Regions from separate parts of the Hordeum vulgare genome. Here region 2 is linked to region 1. Evidence: chromatin contacts called from public Hi-C data. All regions are on one chromosome and are shown on one strand. The core of a region is the stretch at or near the end of the contact, and the rest is flanking DNA. Distances in the headings are between cores, read along the strand shown.

Region 1 (4,477 bases), core at 753-3,252:
AACGTCGAACCTTAAGTGTGCAGACCCTGCGGGTTCGAGAACTATGTAGACATGACCCGAGAGACTCCTCGGTCAATATCCAATAGCGGGACCTGGATGCCCATATTGGATCCTACATATTCTACGAAGATCTTATCGTTTGAACCTTAGTGCCAAGGATTCGTATAATCCCGTATGTCATTCCCTTTGTCCTTCGGTATGTTACTTGCCCGAGATTCGATCGTCAGTATCCGCATACCTATTTCAATCTCGTTTACCGGCAAGTCTCTTTACTCGTTCCGTAATACAAGATCCCGCAACTTACACTAAGTTACATTGCTTGCAAGGCTTGTGTGTGATGTTGTATTACCGAGTGGGCCCCGAGATACCTCTCCGTCATACGGAGTGACAAATCCCAGTCTTGATCCATACTAACTCAACCAACACCTTCGGAGATACCTGTAGAGCATCTTTATAGTCACCCAGTTACGTTGCGACGTTTGATACACACAAGGCATTCCTCCGGTGTCAGTGAGTTATATGATCTCATGGTCATAGGAATAAATACTTGACACGCAGAAAACAGTAGCAACAAAATGACACGATCAACATGCTACGTCTATTAGTTTGGGTCTAGTCCATCACATGATTCTCCTAATGATGTGATCCCGTTATCAAGTGACAACACTTGCCTATGGCCAGGAAACCTTGACCATCTTTGATCAACGAGCTAGTCAACTAGAGGCTTACTAGGGACAGTGTTTTGTCTATGTATCCACACAAGTATTGTGTTTCCAATCAATACAATTATAGCATGGATAATAAACGATTATCATGAACTAAGAAATATAATAATAACTAATTTATTATTGCCTCTAGGGCATATTTCCAACATATATCGTATATGTGCTGTGAAAATGCACGAAAATAACAGAAAACAAAATAAAAAGGGTAACATAGGCACTTTGTTGTGTGCCAGGTGATGGCACAGGTCACACGTGGTAGCAACATGTGCAACCTGGGAGTACCAGGTATGACCCATTTGGTCATTTTGTCGTCCGCTCAAAGACGACAAAGGCCAGGGCTGGCAGACGACAAAGGGCAAGGGCTGGCGGAGGCAGGCCCGCTGGCAGACGACAAAGGCGAGGGCTCGTTGACGACAAAGGCAGACACGTGCTAGCTGACGACAAAGGCTGCCGTTAGCCACCTAACGGGGCCGACAGCTATGCTTCGCTCTCTAGCCGCTTTGTCGTGTGCTTGTCTAGGAAGACCGAAGACCAAGTTTTTTGTAGTCCGTCGTTGCTTTGCAGATGGCAAAAAAGGTCATTATCGTGACTTTCAGTGTTGAAAGTGGGGTCATCAACCAGCAAACGACAAATTTCTTTCCCGTCCGTGACCGGGAAGCTGATTCCTCTAGTGTATATAGCCTAAGTATTGACCTCCTGCTGTGTGGCTGGTCAAGGTGGTACTAAAGAAAACCAGCAGCACCTCGTGGGAATCACAACGAGCTAGCATGCATGCATGTGGTGGGCCCATGGTAAAATAACGTGACGTCCTAGCTTGTGGTCTTTTACAACGTTCAAGTTTGTTCGTGATACATGAGCTAGTGGCCAGCTATGATCGAGGCCTTGCCTATAAAAAAACTAAATCGAGGCCATCAACGTAACGAAGTGTTTGAGACTGCCGCTGCACAGAAGAAGATGGAACAACATCGTTCGTTTGAGGTTAGTTTTGTGTCGGCTTACTATCTTTTGTCACACGTACGCGGAGACTTTGGTTTTGTTTCGACTAACCGAATCGAGAGCCGAACTACGTTCGGTCAGTACAAGCAAAAACCAAAATTTTCTATATCATTGACAACAAATAAAATTTTGGTTTTTATTTTTAGCTTTGGTCCGATGTTCGGTTTGTCGGTTTTTATGCGGACCGACTCAAACCGAGGCAGACTCCCGCTCAGCGCTCAGACTCCCAATCAACCACTACCCGTTGGCAGGACTCCTTCATAACCATCGGATCGCACGATACTGCTCGCATCCACCGTTCGTTCAAAAACCCACGGAGAGGACCGAAGGGGGAGAGGGGGGTGAGCCTCAAATCTCGCCGCCGCCTCGTTTCGCGACCCCTCTCTTCCCCGAACAAGAAACCCTAGCGCCGCCGCTCGCCGGCGATGGAGGCGCCGGACGAGGAGGCCGGACTGGGGCTCCCGGAGGACGAGCGGCTTCTGGAGGTCACCATCATCTCCGCGCAGGGGCTGAAGCCGCCTTCTGGACTTCGGCGGCGGTTGCAGGCGTACGCCGTGGCGTGGGTTGACACGGCGCACAGGCTCCAGACGCAACCCGACCGCTCTGGCGGCCTCGATCCGGCTTGGCACGAGCGGTTCCTCTTCCGCGTGCACGAAGCCGCGCTCGCCGAGGATTCCCGCGCTGCCGTCACCGTCGAGATCTACGCCTCACCGAACGGGGCCTGGCACATCGGCGGGGACTCCCTGATCGGATCAGCGCGGTTCCTCCTCGGCGACAACTGCCTCCTGTCTCGCCCCGTTGGGTCCCCAGCCATGTTCGCGGTCGGCGTCCGACGCCCCTCCGGCCGCGTCCACGGACTCCTCAATGTGGCCGCTAGCCTGGTCGCTGCGCCGCCCTCTCCGGCGGCCTCCCACGCCCTCAGCCTCTCCCCCGCCGTCTCTCTCAGTGGCCTACCCCCTGCCGTTGCCATCAGCAGCCTCTCCACGGCGCCCATCTCAGGCCGCGTGCTGCGCGTCCTCAACCGCGCGCACCCAACACCCCCACCTTCTCCTAAGGTGCTCACGCCCAAGAAGCTGCAGACCTCGGTGAAGCCTAACAATAAGGGATCAGACAACCAGCAGGTTGCGGTGAAGCCAAATAACAAACGCGAAGACGATGCCAGCGATCAGGAGGGGGAGGATGAGAACACGTACATGGGCGGGGTGATGTTTTGCGGGCCTTGTGTCTTACCATTCCCGAGGAAGATTCACACCAGTCCCTCTGACGAGAACCTGCAGGCCTTCGCTGGCATCTTCTCTAGCGGTGTCGGCATTGCCAGACGGAGCCCGAGCCCTCGGCACTGAGCTTATGCAAAACAGGTTCATTCTTTCAGTCGTTTACTTGATCTGTTATGGAGGTAATCTGTTTCTTGTTCTTGTGGGTAATTAGTTTGTTCATGCTGAGGATACAGTATCAGTTGTATCATAAGTTCATAACATCTGTTGCTATTATTGCAAGTATAGTACACCATTTTTTGTGTATGAATTCAATGGAATTGTTGAGTGTTAGTTGTGCAAAAGGTGACCCAGACATTCATGGAATTGTGGAGTGTTATTCTGTCTCCTGTGCTTGATATTGGAAGATGCCTGCTTCTTGTTTAGATTGAGATTTCAATGGGAGCAATACTCACATGCATCGAACAAGTCTGATTATTTCCATCCATCCTGACATGATTTGTATGTGTTACCTTTTTGTTTTTTATATATAAGTTGTCAATTGCAGCGCTGCCACAGAATTTTGTAGTTAGTGAATGCATGCCCCTTTTAGCTTTCTTGATGTGGCAGCTGTAATTGCACAGTTGTGTTGGGTGGCAGTGCCATTTCAATCTCAGATTATGAAGCATCTGTTCAAATAATAAATGGAGCTTCAGGTGATATAGTAGTAGCTATTTCCATACGATAGCTGTGATTTATGTTCCTTCTTTTTTGTTCTGGAAGGTGAAGCTTGTCAGCCAATCACTACATGGCAATTCATGTTTGGTTCTTTATTTACTTGCTGAAATGCTTTATTCCGTCACATGGATCTCAATGCAGAACACTATAATATATCAATCGTCTTACGCTGATAACATTGCTGCTTTGTTATCCTCAATGTGTTGTATGCCCCTGTCATGGAAATTGAGCAAACACTTGTTCTAAGGACATGGTACATACTTACTCTGTCTTTAGCACTACAGTAAATGGCCTATAAACAGACAGGGGGAGTATGATTTACCGATGATTATTCCATTCATGCATCAAGACTCGAGGATAATTGACCAGTCATTCATTGAGTAGTCCAGATGTTGTTCAACACTCCTAGAACCATAGTATCTGCTCATCTGCCAGCCCCCTGAAGTAGTTCCAGGATCAATGCTCATTGTGGGTCTCAGACTGTTTTTCTCCTGGTTTGAAACGAGTTAGATCATTCAAGGTGTATGTAGGCTATGTTTAAAGGCCCAAGTTCCAAGTGATTTTCTTGAAGGACTTCAGGCAGCATTCACCAATTTGGGCCATATATCTCTTATTTGCTTTGGGGTCTAGAATGCACGGCACACTGATGGGAGCCCATCACGGAGCTTGTGAGAGTAATCTTGTTGTATTTTATTTAATTTTGGTATAATCAAGGATGGTTTTTTGGTTGTTTTTTTCCTTTAACCCTTCAGCCTTTTGTTTACACATCCATCGGAATACACCTAATTTGGACAAACTACATGTTTAATAGGCATATGGCTCATA
Region 2 (4,440 bases), core at 994-3,493, 280 kb after region 1:
TTGCAAGGTACGTGTTATCCTATATATTGCAATATGCAAGGGGACAAACAAGAACACAAGACATGTTGCATGTGGTGGATTGATGAGCTCCGTGATTCTTCTTGCTCAAGACATACTGGGTCTTCCTTCACTAGATTTACTATGAATCTTATAAAATGTAACTATCTGTAATGAAATTTCATTTATATTATGTTAGTCACTTAGATGCAAGACATGAACATGTTAAATATGACTAACATGGAAAGCATAGGCATGACGTGAACGTACACATTATATAGTGCAAAACTCATGTAGGATTCAAATGTATAAGAGTTATAGGTCAATGGCTGTCATCATGCCAAGTTTATAAATCTTAACAAATTTGTTTAGTTATACTATGATGTATTTTTGTAACAGATTTTTCATTTAAAAAAATATCCTAGATAGTTGAAAATGTCACCATTGCGTAGAACACAAAAAAATTACACAATATTCATATAAAACACGTTTTCATCGGATGTACGGATTAAAAGTTACATCAGTTTTAATATAAGGTAGTGTGACTCCTTTCAGTCACGCGTCACACAATGTAGTGTGACTCCTTACTCTTAGGCGCCACACAACCAGGAATGTGGCCCCGGATGCCACGTTGGCCAGAAGAGTAATGCCCATAAGCTAGACGTTACATAGTGTAGTGTGACGCCCGGTTGTTGAGCGCCACACAAAATGGTCAGTTGAGTGGGAAAAATTAAACATAGTCCAGTCTGTGAATTTATTTCGTTTAGGGGTCAATTTTATCGATTCTGCCTCCTCCTCGGCCGCACTTGTATATATAAACAGAGCCCCCCAAACACAAAACAATCAAAGCCCAGCCCCAGCCAGTAGATTCATTTGATTATAGCGCACAGCCGCATGCTGGGCAGAGGCAGAGCCGCCGCCACGCCCACGGCACCACACATCTCTCCGCCTCCTTCTTCCACTCCCACCCGCTCAATCTGTAAACAAACAATAAACCCATCGCCGCACCCACCCTCCACCCCCTCAATCCCGAAGTGGGCGAAACTCGGGGGACATTCCGGATTCGTTCCCCTCCCCGTGGCGTGTGGATTGGAGTACCCCGCCCAAATCGCCGCACATTGCTTCCGGACGGCATTCGCAAGAACAGCGATAGGCAGATGATGTCGATCTGATCCGTCGGATTCTAGGTATGTGCTGCGCCTTTTTGTTTCTTTCCCATTCTATTTCAATCTGTATATATCTTTGCTGCCTTTGCCGGTTTGGGGGGGAGGGGGGTGATATCTACTTGGTCGGACTGCCGCATCTCTGCGGAAATCGTCCGTATCCGCGAATACGCTGCTGTGCATGGATCATATGATTTTATTTACATCGGGGGCCAATGGCATCAGGGCCAGAGAATGGTTGGATTTGATTGGAAGGGGGTCAGCGGGTTGGTTGGGGACAGAGATCTCCCTGGATTTCTAGCTTACATTCTGTACCTGCTCCTTACCCTTACGACGCAAAGGTCATGTCTGTACTTTGCTTCTTTCCAATGGTGGGGAGGCCAACCAGGCCTCCTCCCCCACTATTTGTGTTGGGGCAATGATACCACAGTGATTGGGAGGGAGACATCCATAGTAGCACAGACAGGCGCAACAAGCTGTTGGTGGTAGGTATCGATGTTCATGCTATGGTGCTATCCTGCTAGGGGTCCTCCTGGGTATACATGTAGGATTCATGGAAAATCCTGCTGGGCTTCGATTCAAACATTTGTTTTGATCTCAAGGGGCATGGAAATGTTGCGTTTGACATGTGCCATGTTCCATCTGACAAAAGTAACAAAATGTCTCCAGATAACTCGAAAAGTATATATCATTTCCGTTTTTGTTCAGTGTTCGCCATAGTATTAACAGACATAGTTGGCCTGCATTTGTAGCGTAACAGTTTTAGATGCCATGTATGGTTCCTGTAGAAGCTTTTATATTGGTGGCATACACAGTACTTGCCCGATAGTTTTAGAGTAACTTCCAATTCATATATGGTTTTGGAACATTTTTGGGAAAGACTTTGCCTTTTGCCATGGAGTGTGGCATTATTAGAGGATTTATTGGAATCCTATATTATTCTGATTAGGTTAGTCTCTCTTTGCTTATAAAGAATAGTATTAGGAGAATGAGCTGCTTGGAAAATAAGAATATTTGAATATAAGGCAAAATATTTGCAACTATCTGTGTAAGAACTTAGGACTTGCCTGTCCTTTTTTTCAGGCCATCGCTCTACCTGCATTTTTGTATCATGGAAGATGATTCGTCATGGGAAGCTCTTCCAATTGAGCGCATCAGAGTTCCTGCATTCAACTTTCGAGTTATTTCAGAGGCTAGCAATGGAGAAAATGAGCTGCCAGTTTCATTGGATGCTGTTGTTCCTGGTGATATTCTTGAGAAAATTTTCACCTTCTTGCCAATAGCAAGCATGATAAGGTCAACAGCAGTGTGCAAGAGATGGCATGATATTATCTACTCAAGCCGGTATCTTTGGACCCACATGTTGCCTCAGAGGCCCTGGTACTTCATGTTCACCTGTAACGAGACTGCTTCTGGATATGCTTATGACCCCATCCTCCATAAATGGTATGATTTAGAGCTTCAAGGCATTGACAAGAGCAGCTGTTTCGTCTCTTCTTCTTGTGGGCTAGTTTGCTTCATGGATAATGACAACAGAAACATCATTTCTGTATCTAACCCTATTACAAAAGATTGGAAGAGGCTGTTGGAGCCCCCAGGTGCAAAGTTTCCAGATTACAGCACTGTTGCCATAAAAGTAGATCAGGTGACTCACAATTACACTGTTACATTGGCAAAATCGAAGCAGGTACCTGAGGATTATGTCCAATGGGAGTTCTCTTTATACAGGTACGACTCATGGAGTAGTTCATGGGTAACTGCAGTGAAGGAGGTGTTCATTGGTTGGAGAGGGGGTGACGATAGTGTGATCTGTGGTGGAGTCTTGTACTGTTTGATCCAGTCCACTGGTGTTCTTGGCAACGTTGAGCCCCGTCACAGACTTATCATGTATGACCTTGTTGCCGGACCTTCTGAAACTTCATTAACGCAATCATCAATCCCAGTGCCGTGTTCTCTCACGTGTGGGCGGCTACTAAACCTGAGAGAGAAGCTGGTAATGGTCGGCGGGATAGCAAAGCCCAATAGACCTGATATCATCAAGGGAATCGGTATATGGGAGCTTGACAGGACACAATGGCAAGAGGTGAGTCGAATGCCTCACAAATTCTTCCAAGGATTTGGCGAGTTAGATGATGTATTTTGTAGCGGGGGCGCCGACCACCTTGTCTACATCCAAAGCTATGGTGCAACTGCTTTGCTTGGATTTGACATGAAGCAGAGGCAATGGAAGTGGTCGGCAAAATGCCCTGTGAGCAAAAAGTTTCCTCTCCAGCTGTTCACTGGCTTTTGCTTTGAGCCTCGGCTGGATATTACCACCTAATTTGCATCGGTCTGTACCTTTGACTTGCCCGCAATCAACAAAAACCAGTGATCCTCGTCTTGTGGAAGATGAATGATACACTCTCTACCTCTATTTAATTTATTTTTCCATGATTGATGCAGTTGTCTGTTGTTAAGAGACTAATATTTTGGAATGCAGTGTTCCGTGAATCACACTTGCTTGCCTGTGATGATTGTATGCGATTTCTCGTTTCACATGATGTACACATTTCTGACAGGTAAAAATTTCCAGTGCCTTTTCTGTGATGTTGCTATCAAATTTCTTGTCACTTTGGGCCTCGACGGAAACTGTATACAGTGTTTTGGTTCTTGCGATACTGTCTGTCTATCAAGTATCAATGCGCACTGGTGGCCGGTCCAGAGCGCCATTGTAGCACCCCTACCAAGCTAGCGACTGAGAGCTGTTGCTCTGACCGGTGAGCAGTGCCTCTCTCCTTCCCTGATATTGTTGGCAGGAGGGTACCCCGTGATGGGCCAACGTCCAGGTTTCCTCTTGTGGGAGCTGCAGCTGGCCCATCCTTCTTCACTGCCAAGCCTGCGAGTGTGAGCCAGAGAGGCCATTGATGTGGTGGGCTCCGCTCTGGCCGCAGCGCCGCAGGCCTATCTATCTGCCAAGCAGCGCCCCTGCTTCGCTGCTTGGGGCATTCATTGTTCACGTGGCTCCCACCGTGGATCCGATGTCGCTGTTTGAGCGTTTGTCGCTCGGCCGCACACCGTGATACGGACGAAGCTGGTTTTGTGCTGTTTTTGTGTGTGCATCGGCTGTGATCTTCTCCGTTTTGCATACTCCTTTTCGTCGCAAACCTGAGGATCCGATGTGCTGCACATGCAGGTTTCCATTGTGTTTTTGTGTCGCTTGCTGTTCCTGTGGTCTCTCACGGATGATGAAACGTTGGCTCGATCCTTTGACGCCCTGCTAAGCTTTTGTTCAGTTTTGGGT

The links. Hi-C and Micro-C count contacts between places; a contact is called where the count stands out from the background.
Region 2: a Hi-C map of seedling shows a contact between it and region 1, with 2.6 times the contacts expected there. The contact joins the promoter of LOC123444015 here to the promoter of LOC123444014 in region 1. A contact is called at or near these places in 1 of 6 Hi-C or Micro-C datasets (seedling) and 1 of 1 datasets of contacts at active chromatin or transcription factors (embryo).

Annotation. Positions count from the first base shown.
Region 1 is chr3H:408,736,846-408,741,322 of MorexV3_pseudomolecules_assembly, forward strand. LOC123444014 reads left to right here and starts at 2,003. Exons shown (of 3, transcript XR_006630928.1): 1 at 2,003-3,079.
Region 2 is chr3H:409,015,973-409,020,412 of MorexV3_pseudomolecules_assembly, forward strand. It overlaps LOC123444015 (F-box/kelch-repeat protein At3g61590), which reads left to right and starts at 2,244. Exons shown (of 1, transcript XM_045120609.1): 1 at 2,244-3,653. The coding sequence starts at 2,272. The coding sequence ends at 3,480.